Regions from separate parts of the Sus scrofa genome. Here all the other regions are linked to region 1. The links are chromatin contacts, called in public HiChIP or PLAC-seq maps. All regions are on one chromosome and are shown on one strand. Each heading gives the region's core, a stretch centred on a gene start, on an enhancer-like site or on the middle of the called end of the contact. The rest is flanking DNA. Distances are from core to core; before and after follow the strand shown. Region 1 has its middle 500 kb from the start of QKI. Region 2 has its middle 280 kb from the start of QKI. Region 3 has its middle 360 kb from the start of QKI.

Evidence for each region. HiChIP or PLAC-seq counts read pairs in DNA pulled down with a chosen protein or histone mark.
Region 2: an H3K27ac HiChIP or PLAC-seq map of skeletal muscle shows a contact between it and region 1. The contact joins two enhancer-like sites. A contact is called at or near these places in 10 of 47 Hi-C or Micro-C datasets (brain, embryonic fibroblasts, fetal heart ventricle and 5 more) and 1 of 2 datasets of contacts at active chromatin or transcription factors (skeletal muscle).
Region 3: a contact with region 1 is called in an H3K27ac HiChIP or PLAC-seq map of skeletal muscle. The contact joins two enhancer-like sites. A contact is called at or near these places in 4 of 47 Hi-C or Micro-C datasets (embryonic fibroblasts, heart right ventricle and skeletal muscle) and 1 of 2 datasets of contacts at active chromatin or transcription factors (skeletal muscle).

What each region holds. Positions count from the first base shown.
Region 1 is chr1:4,381,113-4,383,937 of Sscrofa11.1, reverse strand. No RefSeq gene overlaps it. Among named protein-coding and RNA genes, the nearest start is that of QKI, 500 kb to the left of the region's middle. Within about 2 kb of position 1,452, at least 30 of the 83 cell types and tissues checked have an H3K27ac peak or open chromatin away from gene starts, as enhancers often do. A contact at or near this core is called in retroperitoneal adipose tissue, skeletal muscle and subcutaneous adipose tissue, where this site is marked.
Region 2 is chr1:4,598,490-4,601,314 of Sscrofa11.1, reverse strand. No RefSeq gene overlaps it. Among named protein-coding and RNA genes, the nearest start is that of QKI, 280 kb to the left of the region's middle. Within about 2 kb of position 1,489, at least 24 of the 83 cell types and tissues checked have an H3K27ac peak or open chromatin away from gene starts, as enhancers often do. A contact at or near this core is called in retroperitoneal adipose tissue, skeletal muscle and subcutaneous adipose tissue, where this site is marked.
Region 3 is chr1:4,523,307-4,526,131 of Sscrofa11.1, reverse strand. No RefSeq gene overlaps it. Among named protein-coding and RNA genes, the nearest start is that of QKI, 360 kb to the left of the region's middle. Within about 2 kb of position 1,346, at least 8 of the 83 cell types and tissues checked have an H3K27ac peak or open chromatin away from gene starts, as enhancers often do. A contact at or near this core is called in skeletal muscle, where this site is marked.

The DNA.
Region 1 (2,825 bases), core at 203-2,702:
GTCTCCTCGCTTTCAGCAGGACGCTGTTATTCCACCCAGATCCTCATGCTGGCTGCTGGAAACAGCCAACCTTCCTTGGGTGAGGAAGGCTCAGAGCAGTGGAACCCTCTCCCCATGGCCACGTTTTCCAGTGAAAGGTGAAAGGGAAAGGTCCCTTTGTGGGAAAATGTTATTATTTTCTTAAGTTATGCTGTTTTTTCCCCAGTCTGCCTTTGGCACACAGTTTACAGTATACATGTAGCATTCATTCCAACAAGCACTTCCCTGGGACAAAATGAAATCCAGGAGAGTATAGAGTATGTGGGAGAAACATCTTTACATGACACTGACTTATAACGAAATCACAATGCTGGATGAAAACCATCTCATTCTCAGAAGCATCCACATTTATGGGAAAATGAGAGTGCAGTGCCCTTGTCTCATATAGAGTTTCTTTACAGAGAGAGTTTTGGCGTTTCACTAAAGGAATGGTAAAGGTTTGACTGCTTGACTGGTGAAATGTTGTGTGTGTGTGTGTGTGTGTGTGTGTGTGTGTGCACATGTGAGGGTGTTTTACACACAAACTCTCCTGAGGCTTGGGAAGGAATAAATTGTTCCACCCTCCTGCAAATGTCATAATTTATTAGCCACTTGCACCTGCCGTGCTACAGATTTCTTTCCCAGTGGAAATAAACACCCCTCCAAGCAGCCACCCTCTCTGGTGCCTAAGGCAAGAGTGAAAAGCTTTGTGTGTCCACTTAGTCTGTTTTTTATTTCTGACCCTCTTGTCAGGGTACTTTATTTGTCATCTTTCCCACTATTCTGGCTAAAGTGGTGCTGCTTTCCGTTAGAATCAGAAGTTTTTTTTTTATCTCTTTATAACCTAATTTGTAAGTGTTTAAAACACTGTTTTGAGGGGGAAGATGGGGAGGGCAAGATGGGAAAAGAGAAAATAACCTAGATTACGGACGTGAACTTCGCCAATGTACCCTTGTGCTTCCTTCCTTTGGGGAGATTATTTTTAAAGAGTTGTATTTGTCCATCTCAGTATGAGTCACTTATGTCACGGACTTTCAGTTTTACTTTCACAGTTTGGGTTTTTTTCCTGCACTATTTTTGATAGAACTCTAGCATCCTTGAGTTGCCAATCGCGTAGGGAAACTTTTAAGTTTTTGAAATTGTTTTCAGTATAAGTCATAATTATTTTATATTTTATTTTATAAAAATACTCCTTGGTTTCTGTTTTTTCCCCTGTTGGGACCTCTTAGCTATATTTGAAAATGTACACATGGCAACACCTAATAATAAAATTCTGAGCACTGATTTCTCTCATGGCAACATTCTTGAACCATGATCATACTTTTGTAATGCTGTGTCCTAACAGGCCAGATGACATTTCCAGCTTGTTAGTCGTTGAGACATCTTAACCTTGAACCGCCTTCAGGTCCTTCAGGGTCAGCACTAGCAGACAGAGCCCCCTGCTGGAATTTCTGGGGACTGGATTGCCAGGGAAAACGTGAGGGTCTCTAGAGAGCTGGGAGACCAGGAGGTCAAATTATAACCTATGCTGTGAAAAAAAATGGATGACATGCTTTTGACTAACAGCAAGAGTTAATATCTCAAGGAATGTTTTTCAATAGCTCGTCATGTCCTTTTGAAAGTTTGGGTGATAAACACAGAGACTCTGATCTCTTTAAATCAGACTGTTTCTCAGATTAGTATTTCTTGAGGAATATTCTTCAGAGATGCAGGAAGAAATGGTGTCTTATCCTTAAGAACGTTTTGAAAATGGTGAATTAAATACAATAAAACATGATTCTTTCTTGCAGAACTTCTCAGAGCCTTTAAGAGGAAAAGATTATTTCAAACAACACACAGAATTTTCCCTAAACTTGTTCGGCTGTGGACCTTTATGGTGTGATACTTTATGAATATTTTGGGAAGTGCTTTGTAGACTATCAGTGTAGGAAATCTACTCTTTTCTTCTAAGAGTTCTGTTTTGAAGAATATTTTACTTCAATTTTATTCTAAATTTACCAGAGTATATAAAATTGAAGCCTACTTCTTATCAATATTTTTTTACTGTTGTTTTTAACTGTGCTGAGAGATACAGCACTTAGTGATTCCTTTTTAAAAATTCATCTTGAACTGAATTCATCTTGAGTGTTTGTCCTAATCTTATCAATATCTTTGTTTAGACCTAGGTTCATTCATACATTATAGAGATTAGCTTTCCTTAGCTTCTATATACATGCTTTGTTTTAACAACTGGCAGTTTTTGTTTTTGTTTTTGTTTTTTTTAAATAAGACTTAAGAGGCAAATGTAGGCAAATGAAGTATTGATTCTGTATTGGAAAAAAAGTGACCTGGTCATATACAGATATTATGAGAACAAACCCTTCCCATAAAATCAGAAAAGTAAGGTATCTTATTTTTATTAGGATTATATGGTTTTCTCTTGAAGTCTCCTACTTTAAAAATATTCCTTTGGGATCATAAACTGATCATTTTGTAACTGTGACAGAGCAAAAGGGATCCTTACCAGAAAACACAAAATGGAATGAGAAATTTTTAATTTTGCAGGATGCCCGGTTTGAAATATTTCCAAAGTTCTGATTGTTTAGATTACCTTTGAATAAGCAAGTGTTCTTGTCTAATGCAGATCTTCTGTGTCTCTGAGGCCCCTGACTACTTATCCTATCACCTAAAATGCTCACACCCAGTAAACTGTTCTTAGTTCAGACTCCAGGAGCCTTTCTATTCTTGTTAGCTTCTAGAAGAGAATGCCTCCACCCCCCGCCCCCCGCCCCTGGTCCACTGGCACAGCCCCAGCCTTGTTCTCTGGA
Region 2 (2,825 bases), core at 240-2,739, 220 kb before region 1:
TGAGACATATTAGCTACAGGGGCCCTCTCAAAACTTGATTATGAATATAAAATGCCTTATGAAAACCTTATAGAATGTTCACAAACTGGTATGGCCCACAAAATGAACGCCAAAATAATACTCAAGTAAAACTTGTATTTAAATAGCCCAGAACATTTTCCTTGAGTTTTATAATCGATTTTCAATCCTTTTTTTTTTTTAATAACAAAACCCAACATTTGCATTTCATAGATATGGGAAGAAAATCAGCAAGTCTGAGTTCTGGAGATAAGTCTAAATCTGGCTGTGTATCCAGATCACCTGGAGATTATCAAACACACAAACAGAATCCTGGGCTGTGCTCAGACCCACAGCCGCAGACCCTGCCAGGAATCTGTGCCTCCCTACATCACGTGATTCACAGGCATACGCCCAGCTCAGGGTGGGGAGGGCGGGTGGCCTCTGGACCACAGGAGACCTTGGTTGTAGCCGAGGCGGGGCTACCCTGATTAGTTTGGTTACTTCTAGGACTTCCTGTCCTATTTCCTGCTTTCATACAAGCCTTTTAATTTTTTTTAAACTAAAACTTCAATCAGCTCAAGAATAGCAAGTCCTCTTTCTTACTCCTTGAAGGGAAAACTGCCCCGAGTGTGAACCCAGTCTCTCCCGGCAGCAGGCTGGGGGAAGCTGGCTTATCTGTACCGACGCCCCTCCCCCCATCTTGGCTACTTGCCAACGTTGGACTAACTTCACGCGGAACTTTCTGCCTGTGCCTTAACCTGCGGATCAGAGCCCCTTGTAACACCAGCCCCTAGCATCCTGGCGATGGATGACCTTGGAGCGGCTCTCGGAGCATCTGGAAGGACGGCCAAAATGAGTAATGGTCAGAGGAACCAAAATGAGATGAACTGTCATCTGAAACGGGGGAGCAGCATGTGATGGAGGAAACAAGACGCCTTCAGGCTTCAAAGTCATGATCGACATAAGGCACACAAAGCCCAAGACCCCCTGGTTCTTTCCTTCCTGGCATTACTTAAGTCGCGCTCAAGTGCCCTGTGTGTCCTTTGGGAAACTTCCACCTGCTGCGCACAGAGCATGCGCATTCGGGCTGCGTTCGCCACGGTGTTGACACCGAGGGTGAAAGCAATGCTCACAACCTTTGGGGATTGTGGGGGGAGAGGTCAAGGGCAAGATCTGGCCCTGCTGATCGGTTGTCCGAGGGCTTCATGCCCTGCACCCCAGGACAAACGAGCTTTCCACACCGCCCGCCCACGCAGGAGTGTCCAGCCAGTTAGAACGCTCTGTTCTCCCCTCCGAGTCCTTCAGGGAAGCCGTACGTTGAACGCCAGATGAGGAAGGCAGATGTTTTCCTCTTCTCCACCCACCGCAGCTCTGCTTTTGCCAAAAGAGGGGGGCACCGCCACAGTTCACTGCTGGGGACCGGGCGGCCCTGCCGCATGCGCAGTGCGCCTGCGCGCAGCACCTGTCTCCCTCCCCCACAGCCCCCCAACCCCATGCCCCAGGACAGGCTTGGGGGACCGAGGTTCCGCTAAACTCTGACTTCTGGGCCAAGGCAGGCCTTGGAAGGGTGGGAAGAGAAATATTATTTGCACATGGGTTGGGTGAATAATATTTCCTAAATTTAGAGCCATTTGCACTTGCCAGTTCTGAGTTTTGTAGTATTTCTGAAGCAAACATCCTTTTTCTGGCAGCAAAGTGATGCTCAGAAGTAACAACAACAACAACAAAAAAAGGGTTTGGAAGAACTGGCACAAGACCGCAATGATGAAGGCCAGATTTCAAAGTTCTCTTTGGCCACCCTTTAATGTACATCACGAGTTTGGAAATGAAAGGAATTCTGTGGCAGGGCTGCGGGGAAAATTGTACGTCTGCCGCAGAGTGTCCGAAACACAGCTGCTCCGTGTGCCCACATCCTGCTTGGCAACTCCAGCCGACCTACAGCTGGGAGGCAGGGACGCTGCCTCCTCTGCTCTTTGCAGCTGCTTGGAGGGTGTTATCAAACCCGAGGGCTCCTGCCCCTGCACTGTGCCACCTTGTTGGAAAGGGCGACCCCCGACTTTGTGTCAGCGTCTCGGGGGCTCCCAGAGAGGGTTAGACAAGGCTCCGATTCGGTTCAATCTGGTTTGCTTCTGTACAATTCAGTAGCTCTTTGGGCGCCTACTATGTGCAGAGGCTCAAATTTTGTGGAGCAAATGAAAATGAATCAGACTCTTTGTTCGCAGGAATCTGTTTCTGGCGGAGGAGACCCACCAACGCAGAGACACCCGTGCAATAGGGCAGTCGTGGAAAATTTACATCTAAAGGGAGGGAGAGGCCCGGGGCAGGAGAGAGAAAGTCTTCCTGGCCTTTATTTCAGGAGGACAGAGAGGGCTTGTATGGGTAGTTTTCAGCCACTGACCTCTTGCATGATCTTTCTTTCCTGGCTTACAGCTGATTTGGTCTTAAAAAAATCAGATTTTGGATAGGGAAAAATACAGCATTTTTCTGATCTTCTGGCTGTGGGCTGTTCTGTCGTGGCCACACGTGGCCACGCTGGGTTTGGGGACAGGATTGAGCCATCAGCTGGAGAACACGCTCATGGGAACAAGATTCCATCATTTTCCCTAGCTCATCATCTGCAGGCCTGGGTGTTGGCAGGTCTCCGGAGGGAGGGAGGCCTAGCTCCTGAGCCTGGCCTCTGGTCTGGGGCGCAGGTCCTGGGGGTTAGTCCTCAGTGTGGCTTATCCTCCTTGGGAGTTCCCACTGTAGCCTAGTACGTTAAGAACCTGGCTGCAGCAGCTGGGGTCACTGCCAAGGAGGCGTGGGTTGGATCCTCCGCCTAGTGC
Region 3 (2,825 bases), core at 97-2,596, 140 kb before region 1:
ATAGTTTGTCCTCCATACTCTTGCCTTAGGAATGGAAAGGTACCATTTGACAGATCAAGTGCAAATCTTTATATTATACACTTTCACATGTAAAGGGAAAAAGCGATTGCTAGGATTTTACACCAAGACAGAGGACATCTTTGTCCAATGATAGTCCCCAAAGATACTAGTATCAAAAGGATGGTTTTTACTTTTTTCTCAGAAAATCTGAACGAAAGACACTGACTCGTGTGGCGCTGAGCCATTTGCAACTCTCACACTTCCTCTTTCAAAAATAATTCGCAGTTTATTGAGGGAATTGGCTCCTAATTTGGTTCCTAAGGTCCAATGCTGAGTTGAGGTCAATAAAAGTACTTTTCATTAGGTCATCACTCCTATTAGTTTCAGAAATAATCTGAAGTACCCTCTCGTCTTTTCTGGTGTTCCATTCACGTTGGTTTTGTTTTTGCTCCAAGCACATTCATGCATTTTAGTGACTCTCTTAGATGCCTTGGGATTTTTTTCAACTGAAAAAGGCATTTGACATTGAGAGGCTTCTTTACATTGTTTTAACCTTTAAGAGATTTAAAGAATGAGTAATACCCTAAAAATAATAGTATCTTCTAAGAGTTTGACAAAAACACATGCATGAGAAGAAAATGCATATTATATGAGGTTCTCATCAAATTAAGTTTGTCAAAATTGTGTTTCCAATTTGGAGGTTCCATGAAAAGCCTCATTTTGCTTACGCTGCACCTTCTCAGGTGAGATGGCTTTTCATTCTTGACTATTGGATAAACTGAATAAATTTCTCTCAGTGAGGGTCACCCTTAATTATCAGGGCTCGCCTAATCAAGAACTTCTCTCCCTTTGTATTGAAATAGCTGATTGTCCAAAAATACTTGCATAATATCCTTTGCTTTGCTCTTTTCCACCTGAGGTCATCAATCACCCTGTTTCTTTGTTTTTCAAAAGGGAATGTTCGCATCGTCTAGCCATTCCGTCTCCGTGGGTGTAGTAAAGTGGAAGAATGTTTAATACTTGCAAACCCTTCCAGATCCTTAAACACACGACATTTTGTAAAAGCATGTTATTTCCCCACCTCATGTGAAACTTTCACCTTAATGATCAATTAATTTTGTGTGGTCTGGTTGGACTCTGAGTTTATCTCCCTGTGTCCAGCATTGTCCATAAGAAAGCAAATAGCCTAGCGCATGTTCCCACAAAGTCATAGAAAGAAAGTCTTTTTTTTTTTTTTTTTTTTTTTTTTTTTTTTAAATACTTAGGGGAATTATGCCGGGGGCCTACTGAGCTCTGGTAAGAACAGCTGCAAGTAAGTTGATACCATGTGGGCCAGGCCTCAGATTCACTGATGGCCCTGGGCTGGCAGCTGGCCTGGGCTGCAGGGTGTAACAACAGAAGGACTCCAGCAATTCTGGTCCAACTCTGGAAAACCCTGGGCAGACGGGACAAATGTTTCAGGGAACAACTGGTTTGAAAGAATAGTCTATTTGAAACTCCCAGCTGTGAAGGTCACTGTGAGTAAGTCTCTGTGCTTGCGTAAGGCTCAGAAACAGCTGTTGCCTGCGGCTTAGATTTCAAACCAAAGTGAATTGCTGGCTCTAGGACAGGATTTTGATCATATATGGACTTACTGAAATTCAGCTGTTGACTTCTGGGGGGTGTGACTTTGGACACCAATGCAAAGGTCTCCTGTTATCTCAGGATTTACCAGCTAAAAGCAAAGCCCATCCAATAATCAATCCCCTTAGTCCCATCTGAGGTAGCAGAAGCATAGTTCTCGAAGCATCTGAGCAGGTAATACCCACAGCACTGTGCAATACCTAACAGTCAATACATTTTGAGTATGTGTTTGTTAAGTGGAAGGCTGCTTATCTAAATCAGATAGATTTTGAGAAGACTTGTTAACCGTAATAATATGGTTACTGTATAAATAGATCAATGTGACCACAATAGCCCCAAGCATTCTAGGTATTTATTATAAAAGTGGGATTTCAAATCAGTGGAGAAAATGCTGTTATTCAATAAAAGAGCATTGGAACAATTACAGTACAACATCTGGAAAAAATGAAAGTTGAATTTCCTATTTGCCATCCAAATAAGTTCCTAGTGAACTTGTATGTGCAATAATAAAATTACTAAAGTTGTTAGACGATGACATGGAAAAATTAAAAAAAATAATGTCAGCACAGGAAAATTCTATAAATTTGACCCCAGACTGGTTACTTAAAACTAAAGAAAATTGTGCACGGCAAGAACATCACAAATGAAATAAAAATTAAAAATGATTGCAATATTTCACAAGAACTTAATTTCTTTAATACATGAAGAACCCCTACAAATCCCTACAAATCTATAAGAAAATTATCAACAATCCTTTGGAAAAATGGGTCAAGGTTATAATCTGTCATAGTGAAGAAAAATCAAGTAGCCCTTAAACAGAAAAAAAGATGTTCAACCTCACGTATCAGAAATATTCCAATTAAATCTAAAATGAAGTAACATTTTTCAAATTGGCAATGATACAGAGAAACTGGCACTAATTGCTTTGGGGGGTATCTTTATTTATTTATTTATTTATTTATTTTTGGTCTTGTTGTCTTTTTAGGGCCGAACCCGCAGCATATGGAGGTTCCCAGGCTAGGGGTCTAGTTGGAGCTACAGCTGTTGGCCTACGCCAGAGCCACAGCAACATGGGATCTGAGCTGTGTCTGCGACCTACACCACAGCTCACAGCAATGCCAGATTCTTAATGTACTGAGTGAGGCCGGGAATCGAACCCACATCCTCATGGTTCCTAGTTGGATTCGTTTCCGCTGTGCCAC